3 separate regions of the Mus musculus genome follow, and all the other regions are linked to region 3. A link is a contact called in public HiChIP or PLAC-seq and Micro-C data. All regions are on one chromosome and are shown on one strand. The core of a region is the stretch at or near the end of the contact, and the rest is flanking DNA. Distances in the headings are between cores, read along the strand shown.

The links. Hi-C and Micro-C count contacts between places; a contact is called where the count stands out from the background. HiChIP or PLAC-seq counts read pairs in DNA pulled down with a chosen protein or histone mark.
Region 1: a Micro-C map of B cells shows a contact between it and region 3, with 8 times the contacts expected there. The contact joins the enhancer-like site here to the promoter of Olig2 in region 3. A contact is called at or near these places in 26 of 39 promoter capture datasets (the 3T3-L1 cell line, 3T3-L1-derived adipocytes, the C10 cell line and 13 more), 4 of 15 datasets of contacts at CTCF or cohesin (embryonic stem cells, pro-B cells and stem cell-derived epiblast-like cells), 146 of 484 Hi-C or Micro-C datasets (8-cell embryo, B cells, the CH12 cell line and 62 more), 29 of 115 datasets of contacts at active chromatin or transcription factors (the HPC-7 cell line, acute myeloid leukemia, astrocytes and 14 more) and 3 of 9 other capture datasets (embryonic stem cells, liver and macrophages).
Region 2: an H3K4me3 HiChIP or PLAC-seq map of embryonic forebrain shows a contact between it and region 3, with 2.4 times the contacts expected there. The contact joins the enhancer-like site here to the promoter of Olig2 in region 3. A contact is called at or near these places in 1 of 39 promoter capture datasets (the SN4741 cell line), 4 of 115 datasets of contacts at active chromatin or transcription factors (embryonic forebrain, embryonic midbrain, neural stem cells and 1 more) and 5 of 9 other capture datasets (adipose tissue, embryonic tail, embryonic trunk and 2 more).

The regions. Positions count from the first base shown.
Region 1 is chr16:91,346,006-91,350,161 of GRCm38.p6, forward strand. It overlaps the pseudogene Gm24695. Among named protein-coding and RNA genes, the nearest start is that of Ifnar2, 25 kb to the right of the region's middle. Within about 2 kb of position 1,691, at least 30 of the 459 cell types and tissues checked have an H3K27ac peak or open chromatin away from gene starts, as enhancers often do. A contact at or near this core is called in B cells, the CH12 cell line, bone marrow-derived dendritic cells and 6 more, where this site is marked.
Region 2 is chr16:91,137,551-91,141,865 of GRCm38.p6, forward strand. Gm41492 (a long non-coding RNA gene) reads right to left here. Exons shown (of 3, transcript XR_876242.2): 3 at 1-1,070. Among named protein-coding and RNA genes, the nearest start is that of Gm41492, 61 kb to the right of the region's middle. RefSeq lists an enhancer at 1,595-4,315. Within about 2 kb of position 3,066, at least 36 of the 459 cell types and tissues checked have an H3K27ac peak or open chromatin away from gene starts, as enhancers often do. A contact at or near this core is called in embryonic forebrain and neural stem cells, where this site is marked.
Region 3 is chr16:91,223,542-91,227,630 of GRCm38.p6, forward strand. Olig2 (oligodendrocyte transcription factor 2) reads left to right here and starts at 2,009. Exons shown (of 2, transcript NM_016967.2): 1 at 2,009-2,112; 2 at 2,804-4,089. The coding sequence starts at 2,859. The coding sequence ends at 3,830.

The DNA of each region.
Region 1 (4,156 bases), core at 441-2,940, 120 kb after region 3:
TAGTATGCATGATGTGTGTTTGTGTGGTTGGTTTGTGTGGTGTGGTGTGTGTGTGTGTGGTAGGTAGTATGTGGTGTGTGTGTGTGTGTGTGGTGTGTGTGAGGTGTGTGTGTGTGGTTGTACATGCACATATGCACGAATGGGGAGCTCAGAGGATGACCCTGAGTGTCCTGAGGAGCCTGCCCCTTGCCTTTTAAGGCAAGGTCCCTCGCTGGCCTGGACATTACCAGGTAAGCTGGCCCAGGTGGGCAGAGATCCCCAGGGCTCCTCTCTCCCCTACCTTCCCAGCTTTTGCTTTTTACTGTGGGTTCTGGGGGCCAAGCTCCAGTTCCTTGGGCTTGTGAGGCATACACTTTACCAACTGAGCTGTCTCCCTGTGTCCTCAACACCCCATTTATTTGTTTCTTCATTTATTCATTCATTCATTCACTCGCTCATTCATTTGTTCATTTATTGTGAGTGCATGTTTGTGTATGCCTACACTCCACAGTGCAGAGAACGGTTTCGGGAGTCCACAGTCTCCCTTTTAAGGCAGCGTCTCCCTGCTCTGGGACCCGGGCCCCGGGCCCCAGGCTAGCTGGCCTTCAACGTTTCTGCCCAGTTCTGTTCCTGCCTCATATCGCAGGGTAGAGCTGGGGTCACAGGTGCACCCAATGCTGCTGGGTTTCTACTTGGGATGCAGGGGTGGAACTCAGGTTTACACAGCTGCCACAGTTACCTCAAGGGCCACCTCCCCACCTAGCCACTCCCCTCGCTGTGCTCTGAAGAGAGGATGCTGCTGTGTAGCTCAGTCAGTCTGGTCTTAGACTCACTGTGTATCTCAGGCTGACTTCAAACTCTTGATCCCCCTGCCTCAGCCTCCCAGAGAGGAGCTCCCACACCGGGCTCCAGGCTGGGTGGGAAGCAAGACATGATTAAATACCATCTTAAGTCAGTTCTGTTCTTTCTTCTCTTCTTGGGCAGGACCCACAGGCACCTGACACTCACGAAGAAGCGAACCGGTTTGTACCACCTGAAATGGTCTCTCTCTCTCTCTCTCTCTCTCTCTCTCACACACACACACACACACACACACACACATCCTGAAATGGTCTCTCTCTCTCTCTCTCCCTCTCTCTCTCTCTCTCTCTTTCACACACACACACACACACACACACACACACACATCCGAATTCCAAGATGGCTGCCAAATGGCTGGGTAACAAATCACGTGCCTAGTGTTTTTACCTGAGACTTTTCTGCTTTGGACCTTTGGTTCTAGAACCTTCCATTTCTGTGGCATTTGTTTCAGAAAACTGGGCAGCATGAAAAAACAGGGACAGGCACTGAACACACAGTACTGACCGGGTCTGTTTTGTTATGCATCCCTGTAAAAGGGCATTAGATGATTTTAGCTCTCTGGCAATCTGACATTTTTTAACAACTAATTAGCTGGATGTGAAAGTAGATTCTGGAAAACCAGAATTAGGTTCCAGAGAAAGACAAAAAACGACACTCTCCATCCACGACCAGGAACCCTTCTCTCCCTGGCTCGTTCCGGCTTCGGCAGTGTGGCCTCAAGGTTAGGGCCAACTCCCTTAAACTTGAGCTCCACAACTAAACCATTTTGACCTGTTATTTTGAGCTCCGATTCACCTCGGATTTTCTATTCCTTATCCCCTGCTTTCGCTATTTCTCAACTTCCTCAAAAAAAAAAAAATGTTTAAGCATAACTTCTCAAAAGAAAAAAAATGAACCGTTTGCATAAACCAGTATCAGAAAGAAAAAAAAACTGGAGAAAAATATGTATATTCCCTGCCCTAGAATGTAGAGGGACTCTGCCTCGTGAGGACATACCTGTGTCCCCAGGACTGGGCCCTGAGAGGCTGTGCTTGGAAACAGGAGCAAGTAAATAAACCCTGCGTGTGTGCAGTGCTCCCTGTGTGTGCAGTGCTCCCTGCAGCTGCGTCGAGATGATCTGGTTTGTTTATGCATTTCCCCGTGCTCTTTGTCTGACACTAGGCTTTTGCTAGCTAGCTATCAAACGTTGCTCATGTTTAAGGGTTAAAATAATGGGGTCATTATGGGCCTATTCTGGAGAAACAGGCCAGAGAGACCCACAGCGGACTCGCCGCAGCTGTCGGGAGCCACCGACAGCCCCTGGGGAATTTGCTTATTTCTCTATCACACAATCCCACCTTGATACCAGGGACAAAAACACACCCACTGCATTTGGGCCCTGTGCTAAGAATAATTGTCACCAATATTGATTGGCCCTTGGGGACTCGGCTGAATTTAAAAACTGCAGACTGTGAAATCCCAGCTGGGGGTAGCCTCCCTGAGATCGGGGCTTATTTGTGACATGTTCCTATGTTTAAACTTATCTATGAAAACTGTGAAATTAATAACCTCCCGTTGAGTACAATATGGTTACGCGCCCTGCCGCAGCGCACAGCTATTTTTGTTCTTATTGTTTTCGGGCTGGCTCCAGTCCCCACCCTGGAAACTGAACGCGAAGCCTGAGCGTATTTGTTACCTGGTGTCTTACGTTCCCATGGTTTTCGGAGATGGTAGAAAAGCGATGGGGGGGTGGAGGGGTGTAAGGGGCGGGGGGACACGTTGGTTTTCAAGCTGGTTTGGGCCTTAAGCAATCTCACGGACCGATTTCAGCTGTCAGCTCCATTCTGCCTTCTGAGGTGGTTTCAAGCTTGACTGCTTTCATTTGCACTCAAACCAGAGAGGGAAGAGTGCTAATGTAGGCCTCAAAGTTCACACGTGTTGGAGACAAAAGTTCCAAACGTGTGCTGAGATCAGTCACAGCTGAAAGAGAAATGCTAACCCCACCCAGGCTTAAGTCTCTAGGAAGGGTGTTTTAAAGTCACGCGCGCGCGCGCACACACACACACACACACACACACACACACACGCACGCATGCACGCACGCACGCACGCACGCACGCACGCACGCACGCACACACACACACACACAAATGTGCATTTCTGCTGATGAAGCTTCCAAGGAATCCCGGTTGATTCCCTGGCATGATTAAAAACTGCTTGAGACAAATTTTCAATTCTGTTTCCTGCGCTCCCCGAAGTTCTTTGTGAGGGGCTTTGGCGTCAAGGCCAGGTCCTTTCGAAAGCTCTGTTCTCTTCCTCTCCACTCTGGTTCCCCCTCCCTCATGATAATTTTAAAACCCAAACCAACCTCCCTCCCCCCCCCACCCAAAAAAAAAAGTGGTCTGTTTTTAAAGATGTATAAGAAAAAGAAAAGCTGTAAGGTGGACAGTAACCAGCCCTGTGTTTTGCAGCCTCCAACTTTTATTTTCTCTGGCTTATCTCCATGCCAAAAATCTGCAGTGGAGTGCACAGTTAGGTTTGGTTACAAGAATTGCAACCAGATTTTTTTTTAAATACAGCTGCTTAAAAAAAAAAATGGCAGGCTTCTTCTATCCCTCACATGTAAATCACACACATAATCCCCCTTGTATCTTAAAGGGGAAACTCAGTAAGCAAACAAAACATAATGTCCCCATTAGCATTCACCTTTATATTTTATGCTTAAAGAATTCACTTTCCTGCCCAGCTCTTTCAAGTTCTTCTTCACATCTCTTATGGAGATACTCAATACAGCTGCTTTGGTTTCTTGCTAGTTAGTACTTTGAAAGGAGGAATTATTAATATGATTCCTTACTAGTATCGTTGTTGAGCATTTTACCTTACTGGGAAAAGTTTTCAATTAGCAATAATCGCACCTCGGATAAACCTCATTGGCTAAGGTACTGACACTGCCCAAAGCTAAGCAATTTACTTTATTATTGTCTGGGGTTTCTAAGGCAGTGCATCTGTAAGATAAATATGAATCATAACTAATGAACAAGAGCATATGTAGTCTGGGGTTTCTAAGGCAGTGCATCTGTAAGATAAATATGAATCATAACTAATGAACAAGAGCATATGTAGGACTAAGAAATGCAAGTACAACATACACTGTCATTTGTTTTATTGCCCAGATTTTCAAAATAGTCTTTAAAATGTTGACCCCACAAGTTGAGCAAACGTACTTCTATTGAACCAGAGCAGAGCAGAAAGGCAGCCCCAAAGCCTCTGTCTGAGCTTTGACTGAATTTATGTAGTGACCTAATGTGCCCTCCAAAAGTCTGTCTTGCTTTTTACA
Region 2 (4,315 bases), core at 1,816-4,315, 85 kb before region 3:
ACTGTGAAAAGAGTTTTAAAAATCCTTGTGCAGGCTGGTGAGGTGGCCCAAAGGGTGAGTGAGGCACCTGCTCCCAGGATTGAAGACCCGAATTCAATCCCCAGGACCCACATGACTGAAGGAAAGAACCAACTCTTGAAAGTTATCCTTTGAGCATGGTCACCCCCCCCACACACACACACACACATGGTGGTACTTATATGTGCACACACACTAACAAGCCAAGTGTTTTGCCTATTTATGAGAGAGAGAGAGAAGAAAGAGAGAAGAAAGAGAGAGAGAGAGGAGAGACAGGGAAGATGGAAGATATGGGAGGCATTGGAGACGGGAAAGCACGATCAGAAGATATTGTATGGAAAAAGTTCCAATAAAAAAATTGAATTAAGCATAACACTGGGTGGGGAGTTGCGCTAAATAAATACCTTTTGAGTTAAAGGATAAACACTATGGATTGTCTAAAAAGATTCACCAAGAAGCTAAGGACATGACTCATATAGAAAGGAGAAAGAGCAGATGGGTATTCAAAAAATAAAGCCTTAGCCTACAAGGACACGGGAGCTAGTGACTGGAATTTACAAAGCCAGTGAAAGCAACAGCTGAAGAGAGAATCGGGGAACTGGAAGATCACTGATGGGGAAATCATCCAGAATAATAAGTGTTCCGATGGCCGACAGCACAGGAAGTATTAGCAGTGTTAGCCCAAGCTCTTTCTCCTAAACGACAAGCCTATCCAGGAGGCAGGTTGGTCCCAACACAAGTGAAACAGCACGGCTTAGAAACAATGTTTCAATACAGCAAGCCTCATGTGTGGTTGAGAAACAATGTTACAATATGGCAAGCCTCATGTGCGAAAGCCACCTCAGCCAAGGTGTGCCAGACACGCAGAACCAATGCCCTGGAGAGATTTATGGAGAAAGATGGTTTTATTATAAGGAATTGGCTTGTGTGGTTTTTGGATGCTGTTGAGTCCCAAGGCCTGCAGGAGATCCAGGAAACAGGTTGTGCATATCCAGTCTGTTAGGTCGCAGATGAGATGCCCAAAAGACCAATGTTTAGTTCATATCCCATATCTGAAGAGGAAAAAAAAATCCAGTATTGGAGGAGGGAGGATTCTCTCTTGCTTCTGGAGAGGTCAGTATTTTTGTTATGCCCAACCCTTTAGCAGGGTGGACAAGGTCCATTCACAAGTCAGAAAGCAATCTGCCTTATTTGGCTTACTGATTAAAACATTAGTCTAGCCCCCACAGCACTATTATGGAAGTATTCAGGAGGATGTTGGACCAAATCTCTGGTCACCCTGCGGCCTTTTCCAACAGATGCATAGAATCAACCATCACCTCTGGTCTTGGTAATGTAATCAGTGCATGGTATCTTGGCCAAGTTCTGGATGGTGTTGTAAAGTAAATGGTGTGCGTATTGAAGCTACAGAGATCCAGATGGAATGCCCAGATGGCTGCGTCATCTTAGACACATTACTTAATTCTCCCATCTTAGGACAGAATAACATGGTACTTATCTCAAGGGGGTATTGGGTATGGAAGGGGCATTTTCAAAGATAATACATACAACCCACTGAACACCTACTCTAGGACAACCCTCTGATGGCTACTGCATTGTGGTCAGGTGTCCCACAACAGACTAAGTGATGTCTTTGTCATAGTTGTGTTGTAGCAGCAAGTGTTCTCTGTATCTATGGGTAGAGGCCACATCTCACACTACTTGAGGACTTCCTGATCCTGTCCTCCAAACAGACAGCTCAAGAGCTTCTCTATGCTGAGAAAGTGTGAGAAGAAACACCTGCAGGATATCATGTTTATAGGCTAAGTGGTCAGGATTGGCTGCAGATGAGACTAGAGGTGTTGCTGTCATTACCATTATTATCCTCATCATCATCATCACCACCACCACCATCATCATCAGATCAGTTGGATGGGTCCCCAATTCTCCGCCTCCTCCATGGAGAAGAAGTGGGACTGTCCTGACAGCACTCTCTCTGCTCAAAGAATGGAGGGAGGGGATCCATGTGACCTCACATGAAGCCTCTGCCAGCTGCAGCTTGGACATGCCAAGTTCTGGAATGCAGCTTCTGGGCAGCGGCAGCTAGAGCGCTCTGGCTCTGTGCACAGCAGGCCCTGGCTGTCCTGATAAGAACTACAGGCCCCGGGAGAACCAGGCGGCTCATCTCCCTGTCAGGGGGCTCTCGCCAGCCTGGCTTGCTCTACATTGCTGCTCAGCGTTAGTGATGACCCGTCTGCAGATTTTAATCCGTATAGATTCCCAGAGCCATTGCTTTGAAGACTGGCGGCTATGCTAGGTCTGTAGGCAGGCAAGGAGGAAGAAGAGACAGGTGGGAAGGGTGGGGGGCGCTGTCCTTTCCCCTCTCTCTGTAGTCTCCCCCTGAGCAGAAGCCTTCCCCTCTGCCTCTACAAGGGACAAGGGATGAGAAAAAGGCTCGCTTACACTCCCAAAGAAGCACAAAGAAAATCAATGTGTCTCCCCGACGTGCTCGTGTGAGCTCCGCCAATTTCTTCAAGCCCCTGGTGTTCAGCGGGTCAGCCCAGTTCCCAACCCAGTCCTCAACTGGATTTAGAAGGCGGGGACCCAGACAGCACTCAAATCCCTCATGTGGAGCCTTGCTGCTTCTCATTTGTATAAGCTACAGCGGAGGAAAGTCTCAGAACTTTCCCGGGCTATAGGACTCCGCTTTGAAGCAGTTCCCAACAGTAATTCTGTAATGGACACAAAGCTTGCTTACACCGAGTATCTCCCCTGCAGAACTCACAGCCCGGCTTGCAAGGATGGCAGTGCGGGACTCCCTCGGGGAATGAGCTACCCTGGCCAGAGATCGGCTGATTTTTTTTTTTTTTCTTTCCTGACACAGACCCATAAACACATAGATACCGAAGAGTTAATTTGCGTTTTTTAAACCCCCTTTCCAATGCCCGCTCTCATTCCTATAAAATCTCCATGCCCAGACATCAAATCAGTAAGCCCTGTTGCCTGTCAGTGAATACAATGTCAGGCCATTAGTATGTTAATAAGTCCGGAGGGCGACAGGTGGCCTACTAGACAGCTCAATTAAGCTGCTCATTAAACACACGCTAACGAACAGCCAAGGCAGGGCCTGAACAGCACCATTCTGTAATGACATGATGTCAGAAGGAACAAATGAGGAAAAATAACAAAAACATTACAGCCGGGACAGACGCCACTAACAAGAACCCCTCGCACTACATCAGCCCCCAAATTAATGAGTCACAGGGATCAAAAAACTCGACCCAACATTCTCAGGAGGCTGAATGGAGCAAGATTTTTTTTTTTTTTTTTTTGGTCACTATTAAAAAAAAAAAATCTCCAAACCTAAAATGACTGCAAAAAAAAAAAAAAAATTTAACTGCCGTCAATTATTAAAGCAAAGTTTATTTGACACGACTAATAAGGAGGTCTGAGAAATTCGTATTATGGAATTTGAATGAAAATCATTATTTAATGAGATCATCATTGACATTTGATTGGCTTTCTTTCCCCCTTGCACAGGTTTGAGCCGTTTGGCTTCTGTACTGCCCGTCCAGTCTGAGCGCACAGCAAGCGAGCCGAATGAGAAGGAGCCCCCGGGCCTGCTGCTCAGGTGAGGCTCCTACTTGTTAGGGATGTAAGCCCCGGGACTTCCAGCTGCTGCTAGGCGTTATCTCATTTCCTAAGAAGTAGCTTCCAGAAGCAAACCTCTGCGGGGACCACTGCTGACCTTGGAGAGACGCACTGCTAAACTAACAGGCTGCGGGGCCCTGACCACAGCTCTGAAGCTGACACCCACCTTGCAGTGAGGACTTTGCTCCAGGTTCTAGGGCTGCGCGGGGCGGAAGCTGGGAGAAGGCAGGGGACCACCCACTCTGGGTGTGTGTCTGGGGAATCTTAGCGCATCGCTTGGAAGCACGGCTCTGCCCATGCACTGCTTCTCTAAATGGAGCTGAGGGACTGCTGCTCTGTGACTCGAAGTACCTTGTTTTACTTCTTCGCTGTAATTTCATGGACATGATGATGGCTCTGCCTTGTCTCCCAACTTAAAAAAAAAAAAAAAAAGCCGTTTTGGGGCCTTAACAATTGAACTTAGGGCCTTGTGCCCTATTAGGCAAATGCCAGTGAACTCCATTCTCAGCCCAAGTTTTATCTGTTTGTTTAGATAGGGTCTTACTAAATTCCCCAGACTGGGAATTCTGTGCCCAGAACTGACCTTGGAACTCTCTTTCCTCACCTTCCCACAAGGCTGGAATACGGCCCAAGTCTGGCCCAGCCTTTCTATTTTAAGCAATTTGTT
Region 3 (4,089 bases), core at 759-3,258:
AACCTATCTCCCGCATATTGTACCGCCTGAGGTTTGTTAGGGACTTTGGAGATCCACATCCCAGCTGGTGGCCCCACAGAGCTCACCCCCACGTACGCCCTCTCTGCGGTTTGCCAACGAAGGCCCAAGAGTGGTCCTCACATGCCCAAGCTCCTAATCCCCACCACAAGCCCCGTGTGACAGATTCTGCTAATTGAACGGTTATGGGTCATCCTCATAACCGTTGGGCGACATTATCACCACGCTTCAATTCTTCATGTTTTAAATACATATTTAACGGATGGCTGCAGAGCCAGCTGGGAAACACGCGGGTCGGAAAACAATGCTTCAGAAGGCACGAGATGAGGGGCAAACGCGCCAGCCCACTGACACTCGAGGGTGGACCCCAGGGGGGGGGGCGGGGGAGAACTTAGCACGAAATGAGGAGCAATCGCCTGAGTTTTCATGCCTGTTCTGACTTTGCTACAAGAAGACCAATTACTGTTTGTCTGCTTGCTTGTTAAAACTACATATGCGAATTCAAATACCAAGCAATGAGAAGTAACGAGAAAAGACCGTTAAAACTCCGTGAGAAGGAATTGGCGCTTATGTTTGGGGGGTGGAGGAGAGGTAGCACCCGAGATCTGTAAAAAATAAATATCCCAACAAACAAACAAAACGCATTTGAGCTGGAAATGTCCGGATGTGAGAAACAGTTGGGGGTGGGGATACAACCTACTGCCCCCATGCTTGGGCACTGCCAATTGCTCGCATCCATCCACGGTAGGCAGGGTCACCTGTATGGGCCTGGCCGTATTTTCTCCTGGAGGCTTGCTGAAATCAATTCCTAGGTTTTCACTTCCATAAAATGGGTGAGTGTATAGTTATCTCTAGACTTCCCCAGGCAATTCACCCAGATCCAGTTTCTCAGCTTTGTATGTGTGTGTGTGTGTGTGTGTGTGTGTGTGTGTGTGTGAGAGAGAGAGAGAGAGAGAGAGAGAGAGAGAGAGAGAGAGAGAGGCTGCTACCTATAAAAGACGTCCCAAGGCAGCTAGGAGTGTGTTTCAAGTATCAACTCCCATCCACAGCGGAGAGCCTCCGATAATTCTTTGCAAATAATGTTGCCTCTACTCCAAGGCTTGGGCACCAAGATGTTGGAAGTTCAGTGGCTGGGTTTCCCTGAAAATGAATGAGGTGGAAGTCGTTAACCATCGATGCGTTGGCGCTTTGACTGTATTGAAAATAGCTCTCCGGAGCTTCTACACAATCTAAACTTTATAATGAATTGCGATTTCTTCCCAGAGTGCTAAGAACCTTTCTCTGCTTCCTTGCCCGCCCCGTGCTCTCCAAGGCCATGCCCCCACCTGGGGGCGCTACCGCCTGTCCCCAAAGCTGCAGCAACTGCCACTAAGTAGAAAGGAGCTAAGGGAGTGGGGGCCTTCTGCGCCGCTAGTGTTTTCTTATGCAACCACAAATGGTCACAGTTTGATGAAAATCACTCGATAGGTCGGCAGCGGGAAACAGGAGGAGGCGGGAGGGCTAGCAAAAACTCCAGGTGTGGCAAGCAACCTCGGTGTTCATTCTCAGCCATAGAACTGGTTGGCCATCGGACGAGTTTGCAGATTCCCCGTCTCACTCCGTACCCTGGCCTGACGCTACAGTGACAATATTTATATTGAAAGTTGCAGGCGTTCCCTCTCTGCCAGGGTCCCCAGACTTCTTTAGCAGCCCCGCTAGCCCACCCGCTTCTTCAGCTCGCCCTTTCCTCTCCCTGCCCAGGTCCCTCCTCCCATCCCTCCTCGCGAATCTCTCTACCGCGGGCGCCCATTGGCTGTGTGCTGAGAGGAGGCGTGTGCCGGGCCCGGCGGGTTTCATTGAGCGGAATTAGCCGGGTGACATCAGCTTCGCAGCCCCTCGGGCCGGCCCAGCTCATTGGCGCCTCTGCCCCTCCAGGAAAAGCACATTGTTCCCGCCCCCCGCCCGGACCACCGCCACCGCCGTCGCTGCTGCCTCCACCCAGCTATAAAAACCAGCGGAACCCCGAAAGGTGTGGATGCTTATTACAGACCGAGCCAACACCAGCGCCCAGAGCCAGGTTCTCCTCCGCAGCGAGCACCTCAAATCTAATTCACAGTAAGTGTCCCCGCCCCTTAACTGCTCCAGCCTAAACCCCGAAGACCGACTTCTCCAAAGTGGCTAGGATTTAGGATGCACCCTACAGTGCTGGCCTACTGGCCGAGATCCCGCCCCAATAGGTACTAATGACTGCCTGGGTGTCTACACTCACCGCAGCATCCCAGGCTCCAATAACTCCTGTTGCGAGTCCGCAAGCTAGCCGCGCGGTCGTAGAACCAGCGCTTAGAAAGTGAATCCAATGCGGGCTGCCAGTGCGTGTGTTCACGCTTGCCGGCGTTTGCTGCGTGTGTAGATGGCGTTAAAGGCAGATGCGTCTGAGCACCAGATAGAAAATACTTCTCTATTCAGATCTCCGGTCCAGAGAAAAGTCCTCATTTATTCCAGGCCGGACTGAAGAAATAAAACCTCTAGAATGTCCCTCATTGAGGGCCACCCAGAAGTCCCTGAAATAAAGTAACCGGTGGATGAGTGGGGAGGAGAGAGATTAGGATAACTTGCATGCCCCGGGCTGCTAGAAGGCCAGACTGCCGCGGCGTAGATGCCAACCACCTTTGCGGGTTCCTGGAGCTGCCGTGCAGGCGGGGACGGCGATTGTCTCACTTCTTTCTCCACACCCTGTGTGTCTGTCTGTCTGTCTCTGTGTATGTGTGTGTCTGTGTCTGTGTATCTGTCTGGTTCTCTCCTCAAGTTCGGAAGGTTGAAAAAAGAAGGATCATTCGAGAGCTTAGATCATCCCTGGGGCCATGGACTCGGACGCCAGCCTGGTGTCTAGTCGCCCATCGTCCCCAGAACCCGATGATCTTTTTCTGCCCGCCCGGAGCAAGGGGGGAAGCAGCAGCGGCTTCACAGGAGGGACTGTGTCCTCGTCCACGCCGAGCGACTGCCCGCCAGAGCTGAGCTCCGAGCTACGAGGGGCCATGGGCGCGTCAGGCGCGCATCCCGGGGACAAACTGGGCGGCGGTGGCTTCAAGTCATCTTCCTCCAGCACCTCCTCGTCCACGTCCTCGGCGGCCACGTCTTCCACCAAGAAAGACAAGAAGCAGATGACTGAGCCCGAGCTGCAGCAGCTGCGCCTGAAGATCAACAGCCGCGAACGCAAGCGCATGCACGACCTCAACATCGCCATGGACGGCCTGCGGGAGGTCATGCCTTACGCGCACGGGCCGTCGGTGCGCAAGCTCTCCAAGATCGCCACGCTGCTGCTGGCGCGAAACTACATCCTCATGCTCACCAACTCGCTGGAGGAGATGAAGCGACTGGTGAGCGAGATCTACGGGGGTCACCACGCCGGCTTCCACCCATCGGCCTGTGGCGGGCTGGCACACTCGGCGCCTCTACCCACCGCCACGGCGCACCCCGCGGCCGCCGCGCACGCCGCGCACCACCCGGCCGTGCACCACCCCATCCTCCCTCCCGCAGCCGCCGCCGCCGCCGCAGCCGCCGCCGCCGCAGCGGTGTCCAGCGCCTCTCTACCGGGCTCCGGGCTGTCCTCGGTCGGATCCATCCGGCCTCCGCACGGCCTGCTCAAGTCACCGTCGGCAGCCGCAGCCGCCCCTCTCGGAGGCGGGGGTGGAGGCAGCGGTGGCAGCGGTGGCTTCCAGCACTGGGGCGGCATGCCGTGCCCCTGCAGCATGTGCCAGGTGCCGCCGCCGCACCACCACGTGTCGGCTATGGGCGCCGGCACCTTGCCGCGCCTCACCTCCGACGCCAAGTGAGCCGGCCAGCGGGGGTGCGTCCTGGAGAGCCAAGGGCTGCGGAGCAGCGCGGACAGGCCAGCGCTGGGGCTCCGGGGCTCTGTTGCAAGAAGGGGAGCTGGACCACGGGCTGGGCCTAGGGGATTATGGGGAGTCGAATATATGGGAACCGAAGCAATGGGAGCATTTGAAGCGATGGAGAGATGCGTTCGTTCCAGAACCTGGTTGACTCTTTGGCTGAACACTCCAAGGGTCTGGGAGGCGCCATTGTACAAAACGG